2 separate regions of the Sus scrofa genome follow, and region 1 is linked to region 2. Evidence: chromatin contacts called from public Hi-C data. All regions are on one chromosome and are shown on one strand. The core of a region is the stretch at or near the end of the contact, and the rest is flanking DNA. Distances in the headings are between cores, read along the strand shown.

Region 1 (4,007 bases), core at 201-2,700, 260 kb after region 2:
GTGAAACTGTATGAGCTCTTTCTATATTTTGGATATTAATTTCTTATCAGTCATATCATTTGCAAATATCTTCTCCCATTCAGTAGGATGTCCTTTTATTTTATTGAAATGAAACCTTCCCTGTGCAAAAGCTTTTAAGTTTAGCTCCGATTTGTTTATTCTTGATTTTTTTTTTCTTTCGCTTTAGGTGACAGATTCAAAACAATATTGCTGTGACTTACGTCACAGAGTATTAAGCCTGTGTTTTCCTCTTAAGAGTTTCATGGTTTCTGGTCTTACATTTAGGTCTTTCATCCATTTTGAGTTTTTTTTTTTTTTCTTTCTTTAGGGCTGTACCTGTGGCATACGGAAGTTTTCAGGCTAGGGGTCGAATCTGAGCTGCAGCTGCCAGCCTAGACTGCAGTTCACAGCAACACTAGATCCTTTTTTTTTTTGTCTTTTTGCCTTTCCTAGGGCCGCTCCCGCGGCACATGGAGGTTCCCAGGCTAGGGGTTGAATCGGAGCTGCATCCGCTGGCCTACACCAGAGCCACAGCAACGAGGGGTCTGAGCCACGTCTGCGACCCACACCACAGCTCACGGCAACACTGGATCCTTAACCCACTGAGCAAGGCCAGGGCTCAAACCTGCAACCTCATGGTTCCTAGTTGGATTCGTTAACCCCTGAGCCACGACAGCAACTCCCAACACCAGATCCTTAACTCACTGAGCAAGGCCAGGGATTGAACCTGCGTCCTCATGCATACTAGTTGAGTTCATTACTCCTGAGCCACAACAGGAATTCCTTGAGTTTCTTTTCATATATTGTGTTAGACAATGTTCCAATTTCATTCTTTTACATGCAGCTGTCCAATTTTCCCAGCACTACTTATTGAGGAGGCTGTGTTTTTTTTTGTTTGTTTTTGTTTGTTTTCCTTCTCAGGGCCGCACCTGCAGCATATGGAGGTTCCCAGGGTAGGGGTCCAATGGGAGCTCTTGCTGCCAGCCTACACCACAGCCACAACAATGGAGGATCCAAGCCACATCTGCGACCTACACCACAGCTCGTGACAAATGCCGGATCCTTAACCCACTGAGCGAGGCCAGGGATCCAACCTGCAACCTCTTGGTTCCTAGTCGGACTGGTTTCCGCTGCGCTGTGACTTGACTTGACCGGAGAGACTGTTTTTTCTACAGCGTCTCCTCCTGCCTCTCTTTTGTTGTGGTGTAATTGACCAGAAATGCACACACCTTCCTTCTCTCACTTAACAATACACTTGGAAAGTTTTGCATTTTCATTTATCAAGGGCCTTCTCATTCTTTTTCACCAGGTTAAATCTCATGGGGTGTAGGACTATATTTCTTTAACTGGCCTGAAACTGAAAGACAAGCTGTTTCCTAGACAAAGACGCGGCCTGCCCTGACAGAGGCCGGGTCAGGATGACTTAGAAAAGGGTGTGACGAGTCAGGGAGACACTGCTTCCGAGTGGGCCTCCAGGTGGGCCTCCAGGAGGGCCGAGGCAGAGGTAAGGGCAGGACCGGGAGGAAAGGTGCGGATGGGAGGTAGGAGGTGAGAAGCAAGGTAGGGCTCCCCTGGTCTCCGGGGATCCTGCTTTCTCTGCGGACTCTGGCTCTGGTGCCCCCACCCCCACAGCTCGGGCTCAGTTTCTCCTCCATGTGACCCTGACCCCCCGGCCTCCGCTTTGTCTAGGCCTGGCTCTGCCCTGGGAACTTCCCAAGACCCCTCCGTGGGGGTGGGAAGATGCAGGGGCTGGGGGCTGCCCCTGGGGATCTGCGCTCTCACGGGCTTTCCACATACCCCTCCCCCTCCTCCAGGCTCCCCTGGCATGTGGTCCAGGACCTTAAGCAAGAACCCAATGGCTGAATGGCCTTCACATCGCCCCCCCCCCCCAACCCCCGCCCCGTCAGCTTCCCTGTCTGCCTCACCAGCCAGTCTCTGGGTACCTAAACCTAAGCTGCCTTGGGCTGGCGGGAGGGCTGAGGAAGCAGAAGCAGAGGCCGGCCAGCGCCCCTCCTCTCAGTCTGCAACCCCATCAGCAGCTCAGCAGAGGTCAGCCGGTGGTTCCTCTTTTTTTTTTGCTATGGAACTTCTACAGCTAGGAGTTGAATCGGAGCTACAGCCACCAGCCTACACCACTGCCACGGCAACGCCAGATCCAAGCCGCATCTATGACCTGCACCACAGCTCAGGGCAACGCCAGATCCTTAACCCACGGAGCGAGGCCAGGGATCACACCCGCATCCTCATGGATACTAGTGTGGTTTGTTAACCACTGAGTCACGAAGGGAACTCCCTCTGTGGTTCCTCTTATGCAGGAGCCTCTGCCTGTGGGTGAAGCACTGGCTGGCGAACTCCGGAAGGGGAGGTCCGGAGAGGTGGTGCCTCCCCCCGCAGCAAAGCTCAGACTGCACTGTCCTCAGGTGGCAGTGGTGTCCTACCACTTGGCACAGACCTCCACGGGCCCTTCATCGCTTGGCTCCACTGTGCTGTGGGGTAAGCGGCGCGGGGAGGGACGACGATCTGGGCTTGGAAGGGAAACAGGAAATCTGGCCAAGAAGCTTACGGCAGCTTTCTGGCAGAAGTGGATCAACATGGCCTGGCGGCTGACGCTCTTCGTGCTCCTGGGTTTGGTGGCTGCTGTGGGGGGCGCCCGGGCCAAGTCGGACATGCTCAATGTCTGCATGGATGCCAAGCACCACAAGCCAAAGCCAAGCCCGGAGGACAAGCTGCACGACCAGGTGAGGAGGGAGAAGGGCCTGGGGTTGGGGAGGGGGCTGGCCCCCAAAAGGGAAGAAGGCAGGGGGTTGGAAAGAGCAGCTTTGGGGGTGATGGAGGCAGGAGGGTGGCTGAGGTGATCTTGGTGGCCCTCTCCCAGGAGGCCACCACGGCGACACTAACGCGGGGACTATTGATCAAGCACCCACTACGGGCCAAGTGTTTTCCTCCCATCTTGTTGGTAAATATGCCCAAAGCGCTTGACAAATGAGGACACTGGCCAGAGAGTGCACAGGGACACGTGGGAACAGAGGCTGGGGATAGGCAGGCGCCAGGAGAGGGGCTGGTGGCACCTTTCCCAACTTTCATGCTGTGCCAGTCCACGGAGCTCAAAGTCCAGGTAGAAGAAGAGGCAGGTCCCTCACGGTCATGATGCAACAAGTATCTACCCACAGGCCAGGTCCCCACCCCCATCAGGTTCTGAAGAGTCAGTGACACGTCAGACAGGCTGCGAGGACCTCCAAGGAGGGCCACTGGCCTGGGCCATGGAGGCTGAGTAAGAGTTTTCCAGGAAGACAAAGCAGGAAAAGGCAGCCTGGCAGAGGACAGCAGGTCCTCGGACGAGGGGTGACAGCACGAGCAGTGGCAAGTCTAGTGTGGCCAGAGCCAAGGATGCTGCTACCATGGAGAAGGGGAGGAGAAGCCTGGGTTCCCGTTTCATAGGGAGGGCCCCTGAAGCAGCCAGGGAATCTGGGCTTCAAGTCGAACCCCAGGCTCATCAGAAATGAGGCTCTTTCATTCTCTCTGGTCCCCTCGTCTGCTCCGCACCAGTCTTTACATTGCCGGGGGGCCGGGGTATGCCCAGGGCAATGCTGTGTGGCACAGGCTGCCTCCAGGGGCTCCAAGCCAAGAGAGGGAAGTCCAGCAGCCCTTGACCTCTGAGTCATTTCCCACAGTTCATTTGTTCTGGGGGTGTGTGTGTGTGTATGTGTTAAAATAACTATAACATAAAATTCACCATGTAAGCATTTCTAAGTGTACCGTTTGTGCCATTAGGCAGATGCACACTGCCATGCAAACATCACCTCCATCCATTTCTAGAACATTTTCATCTTCCAAAACGGAAAGTCTGTACCCACCGCTTCATTTTTAGAACGTTTTAAGTTCTAAGGGGGGCTTTAAAGAACCCTCCACAGCACTTCTTTGCCAAGAGATGGTGCAGATTTGAGGGAGAGAGGTGACTGTAATTCTGAGGGGTGTAGGTTGGAAGGGAGTGGCTGTTTCTGCTGAGC
Region 2 (4,538 bases), core at 1,750-4,249:
TGTCAATCGAATCCATTTTTGATGCCCACCTCCGCTCTGCCCAACACTCAAGGTGATAGCTCCATCCTCTCTGTTCTGTGTTACAATTATCTGCACGTGTCTTCTGTCCCTTGATCAGTTGTAAACTCTTGGAGGACAGGCTTCATGTTTGATTTTTCTAGATCCTCAGTGTAAGAGGGAGCAGTGTATAACAAATGTCTGCTGAATGAATGACCATAAAACTGCGTTCCCAAGGGCCAGCCGTGGTGGAAGGCTCAGAGTGAGGCAGACTGCTGCGACGGCAGTAATAAAACCCTCAGTGAAGGCCATCGAAAGGCCATGGGTTACAGGCAAGATGGTGCCAAAGCTTCAGCGAGAGGAGAATGCAGGGCAAGTCCTGAGTGACCGCCTAGGCCTCTAGATTAATTACAGCTGGTTATTCCCGTGGTTGGAACTCACTGAACAGTCAACAATTTTTCCTGCTCTCTGCTCGATGCTGGAGATACAAAAATAAATGTGATAGGGTCTCTGTTTTGGAGAAACTCCCAGGATACATTTGTGGTTTGATGGGAAAATTCCACCGTCTCTCCTACCTGACATACAGATGTCTGACTCAGCCAGCCCCAAAACTCCACCACAGCCTGGGGTCCCTGAAGCCGTCAATCTTGGATATTTCATGTAGTTAATCTAGGTACCAGGCACTGTACTAGGTTACCTGGCAGTGAATAAGATACGCAATCTTTGTCATGAACATCTCTAACGAATGCTTGTAGCACTCCCAGGATCAAGTGCTTTCTGACCTCCCAACCCTTGCATACACTCTTTTTAGGGCTGTGCCTGCAGCATATGGAAGTTCTCGTTTTTGCTTTTTAGGGCTGCGCCTGCAGCATATGGAAGTTCCCAGGCTAGGGGTCAAATTGGATCTACACTTTCTAGCCTACACCACAGCTCACGGCAACCCAGATCCTTAACCCACTGAGCGGGCCAGGGATCAAACCTACGTTCTCATGGATACTAGTCAAGTTCATTACTGCTGAGCCACAACAGGAGCTCCTAGAATTTTTTTTTTTTTAATACTATGAATCAGTAAGGAAAGGGCAAGCAGTCCAATATAAAACTGGAGAGATGATATAAACATACAATTCACATAAGATGAACGTGGCATGACCGAAAGTCCAAATAAAAAAAGTCCTCAGCTTCATTGATAATAAGGAAATTGTATATACCTGTTCCTCTAAGACTGGACAATATATAAAAGTCTACAACATTAAGGATTAGCAATAATATGGTGAAACGGGCCCTTTTCTAAACATTTCCAGCACATCTATATAGATATATATCTATATATATATCTATATAGCTAGTCTGACTAGCTATAGTACAAGAGTAGCCACAAGCCTCCCGCCTCCTGGTTAATTTATTTAAACAGTGCAGCTCTAGAGGGACTCACACATGCACAAAAAGATACGCATAATGTTTCTAATAGCAAAAAGCACAAAACTCTAATGTCCATTAGTTGAGGAATGGGTAAATGAAATGCGTATCATTCAATGAAATGTTATATAATAGTTAAAAGGAATAAATTAGATGTAAATATATGTAAACATGGAGAGCCTTCAAAAAATAAGTTAAAGAATAAGTTATAGAATGATACGTAGAAAAACAGCACTTATGTTCGTTGAAAAAGAAAATGATAAAAATACTGCCGGTAAGTACACATGATTGTTTTCAACAGGTGAGGAAAATACACAGCTAATTATAGTAGTTGCTTCTGGGGAGGAAAAAAGGGTAATGAGTCTGACAGTAGAAGACACAGGTAAGTTCAAATTTTCTCTCTCATTGTATCATTAAAAAAAAAAAAGAGGATACAGATCGTGATGTCGGTTGTCAATTTGGGGTGATGAGTATACAGTGTTACTAACAGTCTCTGTATTAAGTTTCACGTAAGTGTAATTCCCATTTAAAATAGATGAGATGCCTGTACGCGGTGTAAACAGTACTCTGTAACTTCCCGTTGGTCCCAGATAAAGTTGATTGTCCTAATACTCTGTGAGCCCACACGACATCCTGGCCCTATCCGTGGGCGTCCTGGGAGCGTGTGAGCAGGGACCACAGGCTTGCGAGGTATTGGTTTCCCATGCACAAATAACAGGGTGTTGGAAATGAGTTAGGAAGCTGGAGTGCAGCATAGAGAATAGACAGTAGCTGGGGACGCAGACTGTGGGCGTAGGAAAGAGTACGGAGACGTGTGTGAAGTGGATCCCGGGGCGTGAGAGCCTAAGAAGCAGTTGGGGGGCTGTGGAGGTTCCCGCAAGGCTCTTCGGTGCTCAGCTTTCAGAAGCCTAAGCCACGCGGCTACCTCCCAGACTCCTCGGAACCCGCTGTTTTGCCCACTCCCTCCCTTTCGTCCACTCCCCTTCCCATCAACAACCTCCAACGCCCCTCACCCGGGATAATGGACCTCGAAGAGCCGCAGCTGCTTCAGATCGTGGACCACGAAGCCATTCTCCCGCCAATTTTGTCCTCTGACCTCCGCCTCCTGACCCCCAGCACCACTCTTCCACCTCTTGCGCCCGGAAATTCGTTCTGGGGCCTCAAGAAGCCGCAGTTTCTGGAAAACGAGTCCCGCCGAGGGGAGGAGGCATATGCTACAGCCAGTAAAATACATCCGTGTGGTTTATGTATATTTCACTACAAATCTCCTGTCTAGAGAGCAAAATTTAAACTTCCGGGTTAGCTTCCAGGCATTCTGGGAAACGTAGTCCTTAGTCTCCACGCTTCAGTCCTGCGGCCCAGAGTGAGGGAGCGTCGCAAAAGTGGACGGTTTAGGGACCCTTTTCTTTGGCTCTCCAAAGGGGAAAATTGGTGAAATATTTTCCCCGAAAATAGTACAAGCCCAATTTCTCATTTTGCAAGAAACGTCGCCCGCCGAAGCCAGACGAGCACGGGCTCCAATCCTTCTTGACCTTTAAATGGGTAGCAGGTAGACGGTCTCTTAGTTCTCGTCAGGTCTCCGCCTCTCTTGGTGCCCCGCCCCCTCTGCCAGAGCCCGCGCCGCCGATTGGCTGAGAGCACTTGAGCGGCGGAAGCAGCTGGCTCGCGCGGGGCCTGGGGGGAGGGGAGAGCTCTGAAGATGGCGGCAGTGGTGGAGGTGGATGTTGGAGCAGGTGCTGCCGGGGAACGGGAGCTGGACGAGGTAAGAAGAGTTGAGAGTCAAGAAGAGGAGAGACTCAACCCGAAAGTTAAGGGAGGGGAGAGGCGGCATCGGGAGTGAGGGGTCCTAGGAGAGCTGGGATCCTGAGAGGAAAGGAGCCGACTGGAGAGCGGGTGCGCGGAGAGGGAAATCTGAGGTACCCTCGACTCCTGGACTCAGGGGCTCGGAGGCGGTCATGAGGTGGAAGGCTTGCGGTACAGGGGTAGCGATGGAGAGCGGGGAGAGGAGTCGGAGAGGTGGGGGTGTTAAGAATCGAGGTTACTAGCTGGGGGTCCTGGGGCGGCAAAAGGGCTGCCAGGTGGTTTGAGTTGGAGGGGCGTGGACTTCGAGGAAGTGGAGTCTTCTTGGGCGAGAGGTTTGGAGTCGGGGGTGGGGACGCGCCCCGGGAAGAGTGCGGATCCACTAGGACTGTAGCTTGGAGTTATTTTTATGTAAGAGCTCTCTGTGTTCTAGAACTTTGTACACAATGTGGGCACAGTAAAGTTTTGGTCCACGAATGGATGAGTAAACGATTATAGCGCGGAATTCATTCATTCACTCACTTAACAAACATTAAGTATCATCTTTGTGCCGAGTCCTGGGCTGAGTGCTACGGACACGAGGGACCTCCCATTGGAGAGTCCACAGTCCGAAGGTGAGAGACACACACTAGTCGTCATTGCATCAGAGGTGTACTGTTGGCACTGAGAAGAGGGGACCAGTTCACTTGGGGCCAGGAACCGCTTCCCAGGGGAGAGGAGCTTAAGGGATAAGTGATTCTCTGGCTCTCTCTTTCTCCTGTAGACTTACGCCTGCTTCCAGCGTGAGCTCCTGAGGGTCTGTGTCCCCTTTTCCTACATAGCAGACATTTAACAACTGGTGTGGTTAATTACCAGTGGTCCTTGAAGGAAACCCCTGGGAGGAAGGAGACGTTGGTTTGAAGGGAATGAAGGGACAGCGCTGAGAAGCAGAGAGGGAAGTGGAGAAAGGAGAGGGAGAAGATTGCGAGGCCAAAGGAGCATTCCTGGCTAGGGGTGCTTGTGGTCTTGCACAAGACAGCGTACGGACAGAGGCAGGAGGAGGAGGAGAAGGGGATTGATTGTGGGGCGTGGAGCCAGTGGGAGCTTTGAGGGATCAGAATCTTAGAGGCTCTGGCTGAGTGTGGGGGCCGGGTTGGGGACACGGGGAAGCAGCCGGGAGAAAGGGAGTAGAAGTGGACTTGAGAAGCAAAGACTGTTGTTTGCTGGTGGATGATGCGGAGATTTGGGTTTACTTGGTGGGGATCGGGAAGGAGGAGACTGAGAAACTGACAAGCGGTGAGAGCAGGGGGAGATTTTTAAAGAAGCACTTTAGACCCATATCTTTG

The links. Hi-C and Micro-C count contacts between places; a contact is called where the count stands out from the background.
Region 1: a Hi-C map of liver shows a contact between it and region 2, with 5 times the contacts expected there. The contact joins the promoter of FOLR1 here to the promoter of LOC100523131 in region 2. A contact is called at or near these places in 2 of 47 Hi-C or Micro-C datasets (epiblast stem cells and liver) and 1 of 2 datasets of contacts at active chromatin or transcription factors (alveolar macrophages).

What each region holds. Positions count from the first base shown.
Region 1 is chr9:6,744,627-6,748,633 of Sscrofa11.1, forward strand. It overlaps FOLR1 (folate receptor 1), which reads left to right and starts at 1,451. Exons shown (of 5, transcript NM_213830.1): 1 at 1,451-1,504; 2 at 2,316-2,738. The coding sequence starts at 2,592.
Region 2 is chr9:6,485,708-6,490,245 of Sscrofa11.1, forward strand. It overlaps LOC100523131 (short transient receptor potential channel 2-like), which reads right to left and starts at 3,000. Exons shown (of 25, transcript XM_021062471.1): 1 at 2,427-3,000. RNF121 (RING finger protein 121) reads left to right here and starts at 3,049. Exons shown (of 9, transcript XM_003129616.4): 1 at 3,049-3,175. The coding sequence starts at 3,113.